Regions from separate parts of the Sus scrofa genome. Here region 1 is linked to region 2. Evidence: chromatin contacts called from public HiChIP or PLAC-seq data. All regions are on one chromosome and are shown on one strand. The core of a region is the stretch at or near the end of the contact, and the rest is flanking DNA. Distances in the headings are between cores, read along the strand shown. Region 1 holds the start of ATF7 (cyclic AMP-dependent transcription factor ATF-7). Region 2 holds the start of PRR13 (proline rich 13).

The links. HiChIP or PLAC-seq counts read pairs in DNA pulled down with a chosen protein or histone mark.
Region 1: an H3K27ac HiChIP or PLAC-seq map of alveolar macrophages shows a contact between it and region 2. The contact joins the promoter of ATF7 here to the promoter of PRR13 in region 2. A contact is called at or near these places in 1 of 47 Hi-C or Micro-C datasets (heart right ventricle) and 1 of 2 datasets of contacts at active chromatin or transcription factors (alveolar macrophages).

The regions. Positions count from the first base shown.
Region 1 is chr5:18,836,352-18,841,733 of Sscrofa11.1, forward strand. It overlaps ATF7 (cyclic AMP-dependent transcription factor ATF-7), which reads right to left and starts at 2,319. Exons shown (of 11, transcript XM_013987080.2): 1 at 2,093-2,319.
Region 2 is chr5:18,658,880-18,664,817 of Sscrofa11.1, forward strand. It overlaps PRR13 (proline rich 13), which reads left to right and starts at 1,935. Exons shown (of 4, transcript NM_001244511.1): 1 at 1,935-2,155; 2 at 2,625-2,663; 3 at 3,248-3,676. The coding sequence starts at 2,645.

The DNA.
Region 1 (5,382 bases), core at 1,069-3,568, 180 kb after region 2:
CAAACTGTGAAAATGTCTGTATGTCCAACAGCAATGCTCTGAATGTGAAATTCTGGAAGCCAATTAAGTAATTAATCTTAAAAAGTCAGTAACTAATTGGTTTCAAAGTGCTGCAGAGGTAACTTCCTAGCCAGGAGAACAAATAGTTGCTGAAAACCCAAGGTGAATGATACAAAGCAACATACTCTGAGATTTCTCTTCATATAACAGCTTTTTGGGTATTTCAGATGTTATTTTGCTTCCAAAAGTAAAAGGAGAAGAAAAGAAATGTAAAAGACAAATCTATGTAACAGCAAAGGCATTATTAATTAATTGGCTGTATTAGTTCATTATTAAATAATATGTAACTATCAAACAAAGGGCAAAGACTTGCCCCTTTTCTGTATAGAATTAAGAACTGGTAAGACTACTTAGTATAGCTGCCAAACTTTCCTTTAGCTTCTTTTCTTACGGACATGTTAAATTTCGCAATCATCTCCACTTACCTTATATCCTCCATGTTTAAGTACAAATTGTGTTTGATTTCCCCAACCCTTGCCCTAAGATATTATGACATATCTTTAGCTTCTGAGTCTGGACACAAAGGAAGAAGCTGAAATTTTTTCACTTTCCTGAAATATGTGTGCATTTTATTTACACCATTAAAAAATATATAAGCTAAATAAAACTGCGACCATTTAGCAACTCTTCCAGAATATCAGTGGGTAAGAAACATATTTGACAAAACAAATTTCAATTTAGGATATTTTGTTGTGCTTAGAATACCTATAAAGACCGATGTCTCTACAAGAATAACTTGCATTACTGCAAAGTTTTTAAACACAGGGCTCAAGCGAGCTTTCAGAGAAAGCTCTGCATACCCCCACAAACCTACACTTACTATGACACAACCCTCAGAGATATTAAAACACCCTCTGTTAAGGAGAAAACAAACTTTTAAAGTTAGTAAAGCAGCAACGCGGGAATCTGGGTAGGAGGTGCCCTGGGTAGTAAACACCCCAGTCGGAGAACATAACAAGCAATTGAGAGCAACATATAACTCCCTATGGGGCTCCAACTTGGCTGCTTAAGTCTCAAGCCCCCATCCCTGAGTTGAAGAGATGAAGTGCGGGAAGAGGAAGAGGGGGAGAAAGGAAATCAGAGTAGAAGTGATGAAAGTGCTCTATTTTTCTCCTTCTCTACCCCTATCCCACCTCTCTTGCAGGCTGGTCACGAGACTGGGTGCAATATCCACCAAAAGTCCTACATCTATTTCCCAGGCTTCTTCTGATACCTAGGCTAAACGCTTGTATATATCAGCCGTCTCCTAACCAAACACCTCCCTTACTTCTCTGGATTCCCCCATACCCTCTCTAAAGTGATGCCTTTTGGCCATTAACACACCACTATTAAGTCTTCCCAAACTCACTCACTTAATTTTCTCCATATCCACTTTTTTCCTGCTATCATGTCCCTAATACTCTTTTTTATAATTCAGTCGAAATGCCGTGCTCTCACTTCCAATGATTTACCTCTATCTTTCCAGCCAAACCAAGTACCATGTTTTCACCTACTCATCCCTACCTCCTGCCTATTACCCTTGCCGCTTCCAATGCCAAGCCTCTAACCCCACTCTTGGAAGAAACCCTGGGTCTTCAACCAATTTAGTACCCCACCCCTTCCTCCCATTCCACCCCATTCCAGCCTCCACTAGACTTCCATTCCCTCAGGATTCAACTCCCCTCTCATTGCCACGCCCTGCGCCCCCCGGGGCTACTTACCCCAAGTTCTCCCCACACTTCAGGCCTCTGGCCCCGCCTTCCCCCCCCAAAGGAAGGAGGCGGGAGGAAAGAGAGAAGGGGGCGGCACTCCGCAAGGTAAAGACGATCTCCTATTAGTGCTCATCGCCGCCAATCGTAGCCTCCTTCTCTTTTATTGGTCGGCCTTAGCCCACGCCCCACCCTCTTCCTCAGACAGGGCCCGGCCACCGCCTCAGCGCCCCCGTCCAACACACACTGGGAGGGGAGATCCCGGCCTGGGACACTGGGACAGGCCAGAGTTGAGGGGGAGAGTCCCGTCAGCTCATGGACTAGTTAATGTTAACAGGACTTACCCGTTGGTAGCTCCGTCGCCTCCTGCCCGCCTGCGCTTCGTCTCACAATCTACCTCCAGCTCCTTCTTCCCCCCCCTCAGCGGAGCAGATACTTTCCTCTCGTCCGGCCAGGCGCGCGCACTTCTCGCGAGATGTTGAGAGGGGGTTGGAGGAAGGGCGAGATTTGTTGGGCCTGAATTGGAAAGCGGCCGAGGGACTGGCCTCCGAAAAAAGAAGGGGCTGGACTTTGAGTGGGCAGGGCTAGGTAGGGAGGCTGAACAAGTTCTCTAGGCGGTGGTTACACGTGTTCGGCTGCCTAGTGTAAGGGAGAAAAGAAAAAGAAGGAAAGGGAATCCTTACAGGTGCCTGTAGTACTGGAGATTCAAAGGTTCTCATTCTACAGAATGAGATCATCTTAAAGGAGCGCACTTTAAAAACGAGAGGAGATTATACCTCAATAAAGCTGTTAAAAAAGGGGAAAAACTGAGACAGCTATACAAGATTCCAAACAGTTGAGTAGTTGCATTTTCTTCTTTGCACTTAGAGTAGCATAACTGTGGCCATAATCTGCTCTGTGTGTGACTGTTTATGGCAGTGGAGAACTTCTACCAAAAGTTCAACCACAGGAATTGGAGACTTTTTACAAAATGCAGGCCTTCAGAATTATCACTTCCTTGAAGAATTGAACTATGAGAAGGAGACAGCCTTCGGAAGATTTTGGGTGAAACATCAAATGCAAAGACCATTTAAAAATTTCTCATATGGTTACTAAGGTGGTAAATTTTGTTATGTGGTATTTACAACTAAAAAAAAAACCTTGATTTTTTAGTTTTATTTTTTTAAGGCTGCACCTGCAGCCTGTGGAGATTCCCAGGCTTGGGGTCTAATCAGAGCTACAGCTGCCAGCCACCACCACAGCCATAGCAACTCAGGATCCGAGCTGCGTCTGCGACCTACCTACCACAACTCATGGCTACACTGGATCCCAGACCAGTTGAGGCTGGAGATTGAACCTGCATCCTCAAGGATACTAGTCGGACTCATTTCTGCTTTGCCACAATGGGAACTCCAAGAAAAACTTTTTTTTTTTTGTCTTTTTCTAGGGCTGCACGTGCGGCTTATGAAGGTTCCCAGGCTAGGGGTCTAATCAGAGCTGTAGCCGCCTGCCTACGCCAGAGCCACGTCTGCAACCTACACCACAGCTCATAGCAACACCGGATCCTTAACCCAATGAGCAAGGTCAGGGATGGAACCCACAACCTCATGGTTCCTAGTCAGATTCATTAACCACTAAGCCACGATGGGAACTCCCCGAGAAATACTTTAAAAACATTATTGTAATTATAAGGATGGTTGACTCAAAATGTTACCTCTGGAATCTCTCTCAGGAAGCTTCCTTTTGCAGTTTTATATCAGCTTTCTAAACTTCCTGCCTAGGATCTCATCTGTCTTCACAGCCTCTGAAAGGTAGAAAGAATCCAGGTGATTTCTCCCTAGGTAACAAAAGTGAAAGAGCAGCGTACAATCACCTATGTTCTTGCGAAGTGAATTGAGAAAAGCTGAGAGGGGTCCTGGTTGCCAATCTACTCTCTCCTAAAACAATTTCTACTTAAAAGAATACAATGATAGGAGTTCCCGCTGTGGCGCAAAGGGATTGGCGGTGTTTTAGTAGAGCTTGGGATACTAAGCTGTGGCTTAGGTCATGACTGCAGCTGTGATCTGACCCCTGGCCTGGGATCTCCGTAAGCCATGGGGCAGCCAAAAAGAAAAAAACAAAAAAAAAAATACAATGATAGCAGCAGACCCTCAGTATGTATGGGAGATTTCTATATAACAGCAGTGGCATTACAAATCAGGGAGAAAGAAATTCTACAAATTGTGCTAGTCCAATTGACTATTATTCTATACATACAAAATAATAAATATAATAGCTAAATTTATTGATTTTAGTATGTTCCATGCACTATTCTGTTTTACATGTACTAATTCATTTTTCCTCAAATTTATATCTCCAATCTGTATCTCTCCCCTGAAATGAAGACTAATATCTCCAGCTGCCTGCATAATAGATCCATTTGATGTCTAATCGGTATTTCAAACTTATAATATCCAAAGCAAACTTCCCTTTTCTCCCACCTGTGCCCCTTCCCTAATCTTCCCTTAGTAAAAGTTATCTAAATTGTTCCAGTTGTATTTTTTTATTGTGATATAATTCACATACCATAAAAATCTGTCTTTTTTTTTTTTTTTTTTAGGGCCACACCCAGGGCATATGGAATTTCCCATGCTAAGTGTCTAATCGGAGCTGCCGCTGCCGGCCACGGCCACAGCCACAGCAACACCAGATCAGAGCCATGTCTATGACCTACACCGAAGCTCACTGCAACACCAGATCCTTAACCCACTAAGCAAGGCCAGGGATCTAACCTGAGTCTTCATGGATACTAGTTGGGTTTGTTACCACTGAGCCATGATGGGAACTCCAAATTCATTTTTAAGTGTACAATTCAGTGATTTTAGTATATTCACAAAGTTATGCAACTAACACCAATATCTAATTCCAGAACATTTTCATCACCCCCCTGAAGAAATCCACACTTACAAGCAATCCCTCCCTATTTACCGCCACCAAACCCTGGCAACCACAAGTCTACTTTGTGGCATTGCCTGTTATATTTTATATAAATGGAATAATATAATATGCAGCCTTTTGTGGCTTCTTTCACTTACCATGTTTTCAAGGTTCATTCACGTTGTAATATGTATCAATCAGTATTATATTCCTTTTATACCTGAATAATATTCTATTGAATGGATATTCAATTTTTGTTTATGGACATTTGTGATGAGCATTCAATGGATGTCCATTCAATGGACAATGAATATCCATTCAATGTGATGGATATTGAATGGATATTCAATTTTTGATGGACATTTGTGTTGTTCCCATTTTGGGGCTACTAGGAATAATGTTACTTTGAATGTCTATTTACAAGTTTTTTACATGGTTGTTTTAAAGTTCATGATATATACCAAAGAATGGACCTACTGAGTCATATGGTTAAGTCTATGTTTAATTTTTTTTTGTTTTTTTTGCTATTCTAGAGCCGCACCCGGGGCATATGGAGGTTCCCAGGCTAGGAGTCGAATCAGAGCTGTAGCTGCCAGCCTATGCCACAGCCACAGCAACGCCGAATCCTTAACCCACTGAGTGAGGCCAGGGATAGAACCTGTGTCCTCATGGAGCCTAGTCAGGTTCGTTAACCGCTGAGCCACAAAGGAAACTCCACTATGTTTAATTTTTTGAGAAA
Region 2 (5,938 bases), core at 685-3,184:
CTTGCTGCATGTTAGATAATTTGGAGGCTATTACATTTATTTTGGTGTGTCTCTCATAACAACACCCAATGCTCCGCAAACTTGTTTTTTGTATTTTTGCTCCCTGTACATTCTTACCACACATTTTTTTTTTTTGACTTCAAAAGAATGACATCTTTAGAACTGTTTTAGAGCCAAGGATGGTATATGTTTTAGATAATTACTACATTGTTCTAAATATAACCATGTAGGAGTTTCCTCTTGGCTCAGTGGGTTAAGGATCCAGTGTTGTCACTGCTGTGGCTTTGGTTACAGTGGTGGAGCAGGTTCAGTCCCTGGCCCAGGAATTTCTGCATGCCATGGGTGTGGCCAAAAATTAAAACAAACAAATATAACCATGTAATTTTTTTTTTTATTTTTAGGGCCGAACCTGCAGCATACGGAAGTTCCTGGGCTAGGGGTGGAACTGCAGCTGCTGGCCTATACCACAGCCACAGCAATGCAGGATATAAGCCCCATCTTCAACCTACACCATAGCTCATGTCAACACCAGATCCTTAACCCACTGCATGGGGCCAGGGAAACCCACATTCTCATGGGTAGTAGTCCAGTTCTTTTTTTTTTTTTTTTTTTTTTTTTTTGTCTTTTTGCCATTTCCTGGGCCGCTCCCACGGCATATGGAGGGTCCCAGGCTAGGGGTTGAATGGGAGCTGTAGCCACCAGCCTATGCCAGAGCCACAGCAACGTGGGATCCGAGCTGTATCTGAGACCTACACCACAGCTCATGGCAATGCTGGATCCTTAACCCACTGAGCAAAGCCGGGGATCGAACCCACAACCTCATGGTTTCTAGTCAGATTCGTTAACCACGGAGCCACGACGGGAACTCCAGTAGTCCAGTTCTTAACCCAGTGAACCGTGCAGGAACTCCTAACCATGTAATTTCGAATTTAAATAAATTTCTATGCTGAAATAAAAAAAGAAAACACGGTCACACCTATGATTATGCACAAACTTGTACACGAATGTTCATAGCAGCAATATTCATAATAGGCAAAACATAAAAACAATTCAAATGTCCATCAGTTAATGAATGGATAAACTAAATGTGGAATATCCAAATAGTGGCATATTATTTAGTACTTCCTTCAGAAAAAAGAATGGAGTTCCCTTGTGGCACAGGAGGTTAAGGATCCCAGGTTGTCACTGCAGCAGCTTGGGTCACTGCTATGGCAAGTGTTGACTCCTGGCTTGGGAACTTCCATATGTGGTGAATGAGGCCAAAAAAAAAAAAAAAAAAAAAGAAGAAGAGGCCATTGCAGCATTCCCGTTGAGATATGATGGTAGGCTGGAAGCAGAGAAGATTGAAGAGAAGTAGAGAAATTTCAGATTTATTCGTGAAACAAACGGACCCTTCCCGATGCTGGAGCGGGAAGAGGGGAAGGTGAAGGAGAGAGCCATCAAGGATCACCTCCGGCGTTTCTGCTTTGTGCAATTCGACAGATGGCGGAGCTATGTAGTTGATACAGGGAATCCTAGGAGAGATTAGAAATCTCTGTATTTCTCCCAAGAATGTTTCTTTACTTTCTATGGACGCTGACAGAGGCGGCAATATTGAGTTTTAGGGTGAATATCGGCAGCTCCCCGCCCTTCCTTAAGCTGTGTATATATATCTGTACAACATTTATCATGGTATATTTACTTTATAAGGTGTGGCACCCACTGGACTAAGAGCTCAGAGGTCAAGGGTTGAATTTCCTCTAGGTACTCACGAACTTGCTCTGAAGCTGGCCCCGCCCACCCATAGCCCCGCCCCCAGGCATTTCCGGCCCGCTCGCCCTCTGCACCGGCCTCACCCCAGAGCGCCCAGCTCCGCCCCCACTGCAACCATTGCCTTTTAGCCTAGTGGGGACTAGAGTGATTGACGAGCATGTTCTCCAATCCTAAAGCCCAATGTTGTTATATTACCAATTCGGAGGCAGCAGAGGCGGATGCCAAAGCCTAACGTGAGAGGGTGATCGGGAAGTGAGAGTGGAGGCTGCGGAGGACGCCTCCGCCCAGGCGGTGGTATAAAGCTGACGGGACGTCAGTATTCTGTTCCTTTCTTTCTCCATTCCTGGGTGAGACGCCCCTTCGTTGCTGGGGAGCCGGGGTCTCCACTTGCCTTTTTTAAAGGGTAAGAGGGTGTGTCTAACTATATAAGCGTTTGAGGATCTTTCCTGAGCTGCCTTACCTCCTTTCGCCTCCAGGCAGGTCCTTCTGTTAGCCTGGGGTGCGGGGTCCTGTCTCCCGTCACCCATCCTTGGGGATGGTGAAGTTGTTTCAGATCCCTCCGCAGCCTATGGTGGTTAAAGTCTTCCGGGCTCGGTCAAGGAAAGGGAGAGGAGTGATGGGGATAGCGAGATTCGCGCACTCAGCCCCTCTCCCGAGGAGTTAGAATCCGCAGCCAGAGCGAGTGGAAGGTGGAGGGAAACTAGGTATTGGGGGCGAAGGAGCGGGTGGAAGGAGACATTTCTTATGTAGCGAACCTGTTAGTTCCCTGGGAGCCTACAGTGGGGCAGGAGGCGTTGAAGTTGGGCTTGGTGTCTAAATCACCCACCCACTTCTGGGCCGTCAGCTTTTAACCTTCATTTCTTTCTCCTCAGGCTGGTGAAAACCCCTGAACATGTGGAATCCCAATGCCGGTAAGTGTTTGGGGAGAATCTCTTCTCCTGCCCCAGTCCCTTTTCGGATGGGCCACAACAGGAAGTTTGTGTCCGTTTCTCCTCCACCTCTGCCCTAACCTACAAAAAAGCAAAGTCCATAGCTGCCCAGTGTCTTCCCCCAGAGTTCACTGTCTCCAGGGAACGTTACCTTTTCTTTCTCTTGTATAGGTTTGTCTCCCCTCCCCTCCATGCTCCTCTTTCTTCAGCTTTACATTTTTTCCCCCCTAGGGCCACACCTGCGGCATATGGAGGTTCCCAGGCTAGCGGTCCAATCGGAGCTGTAGCTGCAACTGCGCCACAGCCACAGCAACGCGGGATCCGAGCCGCGTCTGCGACCTACACCACAGTTCACTGCAGTTCCTTAACCCACTGAGCGAGGCCAGGGATCGAACCCACAACCTCATGGTTCCTAGTGGGATTCGTTAACCACTGAGCCACTACAGGAACTCCTCCATTTTCCTTTAAGTATTGAGTGAAAAATGGAATCCCCTTCTTTTTGTTGTTTGTTGTCAGAAGCTCTGGGCAGTTCTAATCTTAAATTTATTCTTTGCTTTTTCCACCAGGGCAGCCAGGGCCAAATCCTTACCCGCCTAACGTTGGATACCCTGGAGGTTGCCATCCTACCCATCCACCATCTGCCAACCCTCCCTTTCCTCCAGGCCCCCTTCCCACTCCTCCAGGAGTGCCCCAGGGGAATCCAGCTTTTCCCCCTGGCGGGCCTTGTTATCCTGTGCCACAGCCAGGGCATCCAGGATGCCAGCCCTCAGGTCCCTACCCACCACCTGCCCCTTGCATGCCACCTGTGAATCCATTGGCTCCTGGCATGGTAGGACCAGGCATGGTGATGGACAAGAAGATGAAGAAGAAAATGAAGAAAGCTCATAAAAAGAAGCACAAACACCACAAGCATGGCAAGGTCAGTGCCCTCTGGAGCCTGGCTAGGAAGAGGTGCCCCCTCAGAAGGACTAGGGTGGCTGGAGGTGGGAAGAGAGGTAGGTGGCAGGGACAAGGAATGGGGATTCACAGTCTGAGGACTTGGGACAGGGCATTGTGTTACTCTGGCAGATGGTGCTTCCTTTTTGTAAAGGATTCCCACTGCGAAGAATTTAATAATCTTGAAAATAATTATTAGGCTAATTGGGCCTTCTGTCTGCCAGGGGCTATGTTGAGCCTTAGAATGGCTATCAGAATCAGGTGCTTTTCTTTTTTGCCTTTCTTTTCCCAGAGCTTTGGCCTCCCCACCCCCATGCTTGTTCTGGCAAGTGGGACACACCCACTGAGGTGGTCAAATGTCAAGACCTTTGGCCAAGCAAAGTCTTATGTAATGATAGATAATAATCTGGTCCTAGTTCCTGGAATTTCTTTCTCTCCTTCACTGTTCTCAGCTTGTTGTATTAATTACGTAGGTCTTCTTGTCCAGCAGGGAAACTGAGGACAAGAGCAGTCAGTGACTCAGGCTCCAATAAAACCCTCAATTTCGTGCTCAGTCTCAGGCTAAGTATCTTCATGCCAGAGGAGTGTAAATTAGCAAGTAGCTCTCAGGACCAAGTAGTAAAAGTAGCTCTCAGAACCAACTCTGGAAGAATTGAACCAACCTTGAGATATTTAAAAAAAATTTTTAGGGCCACACCTGAGGCATATGGAAGTTCCCAGGCTAGGGGTTGAATCAGGCACCACAGCCACAGCCATGCTAGGTGCAAGTGGTGTCTGCAGCCTACAGCGCAGCTCACAGCAACGCTGGATCCCTAACCCACTGAGTGAGGCCAGGGATTGAGCCCGAATCCTCATGGATTCTAGTTGGGTTTGTTACTGCTGAGTCACAACAGGAACTCCCTTTTTTCCCCCTTCTTCTTCTTTTTTTTTTTTTTTAATTTTTAGGGCAACCTTGATCTTAAGGAGGCCTTAATTTACATTTTTCTGCTTAGCAAATTTTTTTTTTTTTTTTTTTTTTTTTTGTCTTTTTGTCTTTTTTGTTGTTGTTGCTACTTCTTGGGCCGCTTCCGCGGCATTTGGAGGTTCCCAGGCTAGGGGTTGAATCGGAGCTGTAGCCACTGGCCTACGCCAGAGCCACAACAACGCGGGATCTGAGCCAAGTCTGCAACTTACACCATAGCTCACGGCAACGCCGGATCATTAACCCACTGAGCAAGGGCAGGGACCGAACCCTCAACCTCATGGTTCCTAGTCGGATTCGTTAACCACTGCGCCACTACAGGAACTCCTGCTTAGCAAATTTTTTTGCCTTATGTATGGCTTTGGGTGCTAGTCCTGGTTCTGGATCTTTGGTAGAAGTCTGAGGAGAAGGAAAGGTGAGATTGAATGGAGAGATTAAAAAATGTTTTGGATGGAGTTCCCATCGTGGCACAGTGGTTAACGAATCCGACTAGGAACCATTACGTTGCGGGTTCCATCCCTGGCCTCGCTCAGTAGGTTGAGGATCCTGCTTTGCCATGAGCTGTGGTGTAGGTCACATGCAGCTTGGATCTGGTGGTGTAGGCTGGCAGCTGCAGCTCCGATTAGACCACTGGCCTGGGAACCTCCATATGCCGCGGGTGCCGCCCTAGAAAAGACAAAAAAAAAAAAAAGTTTTGGGTGACAGTTTTTTTGGTTTGGTTTGTTTGTTTTGTCTTTTCTGGGGCTGCTCCCTCGGCATGTGGAGATTCCCAGGCTAGGGGTCGAATCGGAGCTGGAGCCACCAGCCTATGCCAGAGCCTCAGCAACGTGGGATCTGAGCTGCCTCTGCAACCTACACCACAGCTCACGGCAACGCCGGATCCTGGATCCCTCCACGATGGGAAATCCTGGATGACAGTTGTTAATGGGAGCATGCATGTAATGAACCTTCGGACTAGGACTCTCCCAACCTTCTCTCCCACCTTCTTCACTTTCTCCTAGTCCGGGCTTAGGAAGAAATAGAGATCCATGCACACACAGCTGCTGATTCTACTCACTTTTGTTAATTTCGTAGCCACTAGGAGCTGTCCTAATCATGCAGCTGATCCATACTATATAAGGTAGCAGCTGTTTTTCCTAGCACTATACTATGCTTGTGCCTATAATTGATTCCTTGCCTAGGCATTGGCTCAGGTAAAGAAAGTTGGAAACTTGCTAAGAATGCAGTATGTTAGGAGTTCCCGTCGTGGCGCAGTGGTTAACGAATCCGACTAGGAATCATGAGGTTGCGGGTTCGGTCCCTGCCCTTGCTCAGTGAGTTAAGGATCTGGTGTTGCCGTGAGCTGCGGTGTAGGTCACTG